3 separate regions of the Mus musculus genome follow, and regions 1 and 2 are each linked to region 3. Evidence: chromatin contacts called from public promoter capture Hi-C data. All regions are on one chromosome and are shown on one strand. Each heading gives the region's core, a stretch centred on a gene start, on an enhancer-like site or on the middle of the called end of the contact. The rest is flanking DNA. Distances are from core to core; before and after follow the strand shown. Region 1 holds the start of Cfap299 (cilia and flagella associated protein 299). Region 2 holds the start of Prdm8 (PR domain containing 8). Region 3 holds the start of Cops4 (COP9 signalosome subunit 4).

Region 1 (2,700 bases), core at 10-2,509, 2.2 Mb before region 3:
TGGTATGTGGTAAATTCAAATCAATCACCACACGGAAGCAAGTTTCATATCCTGTGGACCCCAGCGGCAGAAACTTTTTTTTTTTTTTTTAAGCTTTCTGTTGTGTTCAACACACCCAGAATAATGCCTCTGGGACAGAGAGGGGGTGGGTGGTAAGAGAGCACATGGCTGAAAGGTCAGGGTTCTGTAGGACTGAGAAGCTGATATGAGAGGAGCTAGGAGGAGCCTGAATGTCAGCTTGGACTTGAAACCAGGTACATGAGATGCCTAGAGGCCAGCTTGCCCTTCAGAATGCTAAAAGACACAAAAGGCACTTGTCCTCAAGTTTCTTTTGGACCAGACAGTACAGAGACCTCTCCTCTCTACTTGTGATAATGTTTTAGGCCACATGAAATTTTTTCCCCTCTATGCTTGGAGTTTAGTTTCTATAGCTTTCTAGATAATTATACAATATAAATTGTTGGTAGCCTGTTTTTAAAATAAAGCTATAACTTATTGTGCAACTTGGGGTCTTAAATAGACCTGGCTTTACTTTGCCCCCCTCCCCCCCAAAAAATGGAAAAGATTCATTGCAGAATCTGATTTGATTTCTACAAATGCTGAGATGATTGTAAAGTCCCTTGGCATAACAGCAAGCATCTGTGCTTCTGGTGTGGAAACAGTTGTACAAGTCTGCTCTAATGAGAAATGTTTCAGATTCAATTTTATACTATAGTATTTTAAAGAAATGAGTAAATAGAAACACAAGTCAATATCAGCTTCTCAATGGGATATATCATTCCATGATTAGGATCCCTCCCCCCCAACCCAATTTTTTAAAGGACGTTCAAGGAGGCAAGATTTTTCAAGTAATTTTCAACTTATTGAAATTTAAATAACAAAAAGTAAAGGAACTGAAAGGCAGAAGGCAGGAGCAAAGGAGATCACTAAGGCTGCTTCGTTTGGGAAGTTTATACATTGTTCCTGGCACACAAGTAACCAACCATAACTTGCCTTTAAGTTGTAATTTATACAACTGATCACGTGCTATTTTGAAGCACCCAGCAAGACTATTTCCCCTAGATTTCCGGGATACTCTTCTGTCGAGGTTCTTACTGCAAACACTGAGCAGGCACCTTCGGACTTTGCTAAGGCTTTTACACCAAAAAAGTTGGGTTTGCCCTGCAGGGCTGACCGCTCCCAGGGGTTAGAAGCCGCCCAGGGATCCGGCTGGGGCAGGGCCAGCGCAGCGCCCTCTGCCCCGCCCCCGCAACCGGCGCGCGTCCGGCCCGCCCACACCGGTTACTAGGGACGCGTCGGTGTAGCCGCGATGGATCAGGACGAGGGGCTGACGGCCGTGGACAACATTGTCACACAGTTCAACACCTATGAAGACTTCCTGGACTCTCAGATCACTACGGTCGACCTGTACTACCTGGAGGTAAGCGCGGGTCCGTCTTGCTGGCCGCGGCGGGGCTTGGTCGCCCCCTGGCGGTGACGGCGCTCACCGCAGGCCTCTGGCTTCGAGAGACTTCTCTGCAGGCTGCAGGAGTCCCCAGCCCTCCAAACGCTGGTGCGCTGCACAGAGGCCGACTTGGTCGCTGTAAAGTAGTAACAAGGCATAAAACCAGGAGGACGCGTTGCTGTGTGCACCTGAGGGCAGGGCAGCGGGAGGTCCCGGATGCTCGAGAAGACTTAGTTGGAGGGATCTTCAAGCTCCGAGCTCCTAACTCCCAACTGCAAGTCTCACAGCCTGGGCTCAGGTTTTCAAAGGAGTCCATCTCCATATTAAGGACAAACAGAGCAAGCACCATTGGGGGCGGGGGGGGGGGGGGAGAATCAACCCTACAGAACTCTGGGAAGGACTTGAATTTGGCCAACTCCCCTCATTTCTCCTGTGCACAAGGCAGTTTATCATATAGACACCCCTCCTTTTTAAATAGGTGCCACTGTATGAAAATAATCTTAAATGAAGAAAATTTGTCCCTTTTGAAATTATCTGTTAAAATAGTTACAAAACATGATTTTTAACAGCAACAGCAGCGATATCACCAAACAACCAAGCTTTTACGTTTATTAGATGGGTAACTTAAAGTTCCATTTGTGTGTACGCACACATGCATAAAAAGTCAGTGGGCAACTTGGAATCGGTTCTGAACTTGTATTCTGTGGTGTCCAGGGAATGAACTCAAGTTTGGCAGCAAGCACCTTTTCCTTAAGCCGTCTCTCCTGCTTTTAGCCAATATTTTAAACCCACAGAAGTTGCTTTAAATCCTTGCATCTGAAATGAAGCCACTGAATTGATAATTACAATAGATGTTGCAAGAAGCTTATGTAGAAAGAAGGGGAGGTAGGAAGAGAAAGGGTGAGTCCATCTTAATTATCTGACCGGCCAGAGGATGAGGAGCGCGGTTGGCACTTGGTTGGTAGACCGGAAGTAGTGATGCGGAAGTAGTGATGCGGAAGTAGTGATGCGGAAGTAGTGATGCTCCGGAGGTTGAGGAGCGTGGTTGGCGGGACGGAAGTAGTGCGTCTCCATCCTCTGTTTCCCGTGTTCACTAAATAACGACAGAACACTAAAACAACTGCATTGCCACGGCAGCGAGTAACATTAGCTTTGCTGAACTAATTAACAACTTTTATTCTATAAGTTAGCATCATCTAATAAAACCAACCAGTTCAGTGAGTGGAGAAATGATTGACAAGCTTCAGCAAAATTGC
Region 2 (2,778 bases), core at 236-2,735, 2.3 Mb before region 3:
CCAAAGAAATTAACTTCTAGGAAATTTCCTATATTTCCTCATCACCCATTCTTCCCTGGCAGCAGGTACATTTGATGTCTTGCTGGCCTCTAGGCTTCCAGACAGGAGTCTCAGAGCTCCGTAAAGATTATACTGTCAGCTGCTCTTTGCCAACCCTCATATGCTCACTCTGAGAGGCAAGGACAGAGATTGTCTCCTCCTTAAATTCTGGCCCTGACTCCTGCCCTTTAGCGAGTAAACTATACAATTGGATTTATACTCAACCTGACCTATTGCTCAATTGAATTCCGGGAGAGTGGGGGTAGGAATTGAGGGATTGCCTGCGCCACTCAAAGGCCTTTCTTTCCTTAGGAATAGAAAGCCTACCAGAGAAAAACAGCCAGAGAGCCCCTAGCGTCATTGTTTTGTGGCCCCCGCAGAAGGAGAAAACTCTCTGGCTGTCAAAGACCTCAAGTCATTAGCATCAGCTGCCGCTCCAGAGGACAAGCCAGCGCCTCTAAGTGGCTTAGCGCACAAACGAGACTCCCGAGACAGCCTCACTCCTGTGATTCGGTCCACTCCTCCATCAACGGCTGGATGTGAAAGGCTCTTGAGAGTCCTTCTCAGTAATTTTTTTTTTAACTTTGAACCATCCTTTCTGTATCATGAGGTCTTAGAATCCTGGCCGCCATTATGGGACCCCCTTGGGAACCACAAAATACAGAGAGAGCACAGAAGGTGAAAAGCTTTAACACCTGAGTCCAATGACCTAGGCTTTTCCCAGCAACGCCCTCCTAGCCCATATCCACGCACAGACCCTTGTTCTGGGACCTAAAAACAGCCGAAGTCCCTTTAGGTGTCTGGCAGCATTCCAGACTTATCTTCTTACCCCATCCCATTGGATGGGAGATGGCTAGCCGAGTTCCCACCAAATCATACCCCCTGTCGCCAGTATTTACACGGGAGTCTCTGCTAGGTGGCATGAATGCATTTTAAGGAAGTCTGTTTGTCACCTCCTAGGCCACTAGCTTCACAGATCAGCGGCAGTCAATGGCCAAAGAATCCCGCGGGGCAAATTCTCACCCTCCTTTTGGGGGAGCAGGGACATACCACTCAAACTCTAGGGACATATGCAAGTAGTTCACGCGCTGGCAACATAGCCAATTCAACTCCTTGTCCTACGTCCTCTGAGTGCCCAGCAAAACGGAAAAGAACCGCTCTGCTCCTTCTGACACCTTCCTTCCTGAGCCCGAAACGGATTTTGCCAACCCAGGTGTCCCAGAGGGACCCAGCTGCAGGAGAAGGCAGGCCAGGATGCTCTCGGGGAGGCTATGCCACTTCGGGAAGGAGCTTAGGATCTGCCTAGCGCGGGCAGTCCAGAAAAACCAGGCTTGTGGCGCCGGAGGGATCTCCCAGACCGGCAAGAGTTAAAGGGAGGGGACGTGGGCTGTCACGCGTCATTGGGCAGATTATGTGCAGCAAACAAAAAGTGTGTGTCTGCGTGCCAGTCAGTCATTGCATCGGGTCCATCTGTACAACTCTCTCTCTCTCTCTCTCTCTCTCTCTCTCTCTCTCTCTCTCCTAATCTATCTGCATCTCTCTTCTCTCTTTGGACAGAACCCACAAGACTGACACCGACACCTCTTGACATGGAGATACACTAATGTAATAGGCAGGAAGGAACACTGGCTTGCACCCCGTTGGTTCCAGGTGGCCTTATTTGGGCGACTCGGTCCTGACCTTATTTCTGGTAAGTCTATTTGCTTTGACCTGGGAGGGGGATGGGAAGAGGACAGGTTGAGTACAAGGAGTGAAAAAATTGTCCCCCTTTTCCTCGTTATCTAGAAGATAGGAGGGAAACGACGCGGAATGTTGTTTCCACTGCCAATAAGATTATACAAAGGGAGGAGCGGGTAGGAGCACTTTTCTGGAGAAGCTAGGGACTGGGGAGCTCGCGGCTGCCAGACAATGCCAGCCCGGAGTGGAGGGAGAGCATCCGGCAGTAGCGACCGGCTTTCAGCGAGCCCAGCTGGCTCTGAGTTTCCCAGGAGGATCTGCGAAGGAAGAGAACCCGGGCCTAGGGATGGGCGTAGGACTGTGAAAGGCTAGATACTATAAAGCCCGGGGTCCTGCCTATCGCTATTGTGGCTGATTTGCGTCAAGGCGGCCACCGAGGCAGCATGGACCGCTATTAGCCCGGCTGTGGGACCTTTTCGCTGTATTGTTAGATAGAACTGCATTTTAATGACTGAGTCCCTGCTGTTGCCAAAGTGGAGGGCGATCTCCTGTCACAATAAAAAGCTTCTGTGAAGAATACTTTCAAACGCGAGGCAGAAATCAAGGTACAAACCGTTGAAATGTAGGCAACTGGGAAGAGAAAGAGGGTTTATACTGAAAGGGAGCTGAGAGAACCTGTATTCTGCAACGTATTTGACTTGCAATTGGAAATCAGAAGGGGACAGGACGAGTGCAGAAACAGAAAGTAGTATCATAAACTTTCTATGTTGTGGCTATTTTTCTTATTCCCACTGTCTGGAAAATATACTTGCCATTTGGGGCATATGGGAGAACGAATAGGAAAGGGGCTAGCCAAAGTTACAGGCATTGCATTTTCTTACATTTGTATGGCAATTGGCTAGTGGATGTTGATTTAAACAAAATACACATCGCCTATATTTTTCTTTAATGAGAAGCTAGCTGAACAAGAAAAGAGTAAGATCGGTTTTCCCCACGGCCACTTAAGGTATATAAATACAGAGACAATCACTGTCACTGGTGAAACTGCTAGGGAAAAACCAA
Region 3 (2,718 bases), core at 119-2,618:
GGTTCTCAATTGAAGGGCAGTATTACTAATCACTTCAGAACAATAGATGAAAATCAGCATTGTCTGAACAAAGTGGTATGTATAACCAACACTTTAAAAAGATACAGGGTGTATCAAGGAATGCACATATATAGTCCAAAGGTATATGTGTATGTGTGTGTGTGTGCACATTAATCTGTATTACATCTTAGAGCTTTGTGGGACAGGGTCTCTAGTAATCCCAGCTGGCTTCCAAGTCGATAGGATCAGGGGTATAGACTTGAACTCCTGATTCCCTAGCCTCCACTTCTGGAGTGCTAGTATTACGGTGACCACCATGAAACCTAGCTATTTATTTGTTTATAAGGGGAATGTGCCAAAAGCAGTCCACTATGATCATAAACTGTGCAGTTGAGTTTCCTCCCAAGTGGAAAAAACGCAGACATCGGCACACTTAGATGCCAGTGACTCATCGTGGGAGGAGCATATTCTTGATCGTGGTATACTCTTTCCCAGGTAAATGATCTGAAGAACCAGCCTGTCTCCATTTCAGACTTAAAAGCCATCTTATATAGTAAAGACAGATTAGGTTCCTTTCTGTTTACCATTAAACCTCTGTTCCAGACAAACTAGGTTCTTTCTTGTTTATGACTAAACCTTTGTTTGTCAGACATTGGGCTATTCTCCACCTGTAACCTTAACTACAAAATGTTCTGCACTGCCTGTTCCAGGAATAGAAGTCATGTCTTTGCTTCAAGAAGTGGTTTATAACCACCTTGGAGCCTTATCTGCTGCATAGGTTCCATGACCACCTATGACTACCTTGTTATGGCTACCTGTTGTGTTACCTTGTTTTGCTCGCCGCCTAGTTTGCCCGCCAAATCTCCGATATGGAACCCCTTACCCCTGAGCTATAAACACCTTGTCTTCCTTGAATCCAGGGCTGACCTACTGAACTCCACCTTAGGGGAAGGCAGCTTGTGTACACGAATAAAAAAGCTTGCTTTCATGGATTGCTTGTTGTAATTTGTTGTAAAATGATGATTTGGGTCTGTTGTATTTTTCCTCTTATCTTTGGAATTGACATTCCGTGTGTGTGTGTTGGTTGGTTTTTGTTTCTTTTTTCTTCAGTGTTGGACTATAGTGAATTGGAAGTAACTCTTTACATAGGTCGTTTAAGTGATGCCTTAAAGAACGGAGCGGAGAACGATAATAATCAGTCCCGGAACTTAGGGAAAACGTCGTCCTTTGACTTGCCGGGCCTTTACTGAAGTTGCACAAAGTACACGCCCTCAAGTTCTTCAGCCAATCCCAGGTCGGAGCGTGAGCGCCTGCGTCTCTCGGGAGACCTGGGCGGTCCTCAAACCGGAGGAGAGGAGTCTGGTGTCACTCAACTCGGAGGGCGGAGCTAATTCCTGCTCCCCTATCCGGCGCTCTGGCCCACAGAGACGCTGCTCTATGGCACCTCGCGTCCCCTCTGCCCGCCTCCTGGAGGACCACGCTCGTTTTCTTCTTGGCAGCGAGAGGTCCCGCAGCCGTGGCTGAGCTGGAGGAAAGATGGCGGCTGCCGTGCGACAGGATTTGGCCCAGCTCATGAATTCAAGCGGCTCTCATAAAGATCTGGCGGGCAAGTGAGTATTTCTTAGGAGTACAGAGGTAGGAAGGAAGCCGCAAGTTTATCTTCCCAGAGGCGACGGGCGCTCCGGGGCGTGAGGCTCGAGCTAGGCCTGACTCAGGGGGGCGGGCCTGAACTCGGCTGTGGCGGTAAATGTTGGGAGCAACAGAAAGCTGTAGGGACGGTATGCTGGGGTCCTGACCGTCCCAGGACCCCAGGTGGCTGCCAGCTTCTTAAGTCCTTGATAACGCCCTCTGCGGGTTCTTTTGGCTTCTGGAAGCGAGGTAAGAAAGATGACGGCTCGCCCGGCGGTGGGCGCCTTCCTTAGAGTCTCTTCGGCGAGCCCGACACACCGAGTTTGACTTCGGTTCGCTGCCGCCCCTGCCTTCGCCGTGTTGGAGGTAAATTTATATTCTGGACTTTGATGCAGACTTTTATTTCGAAGAGATGGCTTTCCAGGATTGATAGGGGCAGAGGAGGTATGGATGCTGTCATGTGGTCCAGAACTTCTCTCAGTTCATAGCGTGTGTGGGTCCTTATGTTCTGGATACTCGCAGTCTGTCACCAACTCTGGAGAAGAGAACACAGGCAGAATGTCCTCGGGCTCAGGATGTCTAGAACAGTGATATTTCCAGGGTCTGCTAAGGAATTTTGTCGAAACCTTAGGGTGCTTAGAGCCACGACAGGTCAAAAATTGGGACATGTTTCAGTCCCCTCAAGCAGTTGTTGAACAGCTGTAGTCTTCTTTGTGTAGATTTTTCACAGTTTTGCCTTCTAATGAAAGTATGCCTTCAATTGGCCCTAACATTTACACCTCACAGCTGAGGGCATGTTGATCTAATTAATGAAATATTCTTGCTCAAACCTGCACATTGAAATGGTGTGTGTGTTGTGTGGCCGCTGTGCTGGGCTTTTCTGTGTAGAAAGTACAGTCTACCTTATTAGTGGGAAATTTAGTTGTATAACCTGGGCTTAACTACATCATTCTTTATTTTTCCGCTTTAAAAAAATGGAAGGGTAATCGTGAGGCTTAGTCTTATCTGATTTCAAAATGAGCATGTGTCTATGTACTAATTACACTTCAATAACTGAGCACAGTCCCTGGTATCTGGAAAATGTCATAA

What was found. Promoter capture Hi-C pulls out the DNA fragments that hold promoters and counts their contacts.
Region 1: a contact with region 3 is called in a promoter capture Hi-C map of hippocampal neurons, with 2.7 times the contacts expected there. The contact joins the promoter of Cfap299 here to the promoter of Cops4 in region 3. A contact is called at or near these places in 2 of 39 promoter capture datasets (hippocampal neurons and stem cell-derived epiblast-like cells).
Region 2: a contact with region 3 is called in a promoter capture Hi-C map of embryonic stem cells, with 4 times the contacts expected there. The contact joins the promoter of Prdm8 here to the promoter of Cops4 in region 3.

What each region holds. Positions count from the first base shown.
Region 1 is chr5:98,328,045-98,330,744 of GRCm38.p6, forward strand. It overlaps Cfap299 (cilia and flagella associated protein 299), which reads left to right and starts at 1,260. Exons shown (of 6, transcript NM_001024614.1): 1 at 1,260-1,420. The coding sequence starts at 1,310.
Region 2 is chr5:98,179,384-98,182,161 of GRCm38.p6, forward strand. It overlaps Prdm8 (PR domain containing 8), which reads left to right and starts at 1,486. Exons shown (of 4, transcript NM_029947.2): 1 at 1,486-1,729.
Region 3 is chr5:100,516,941-100,519,658 of GRCm38.p6, forward strand. It overlaps Cops4 (COP9 signalosome subunit 4), which reads left to right and starts at 1,369. Exons shown (of 10, transcript NM_012001.2): 1 at 1,369-1,610. The coding sequence starts at 1,537.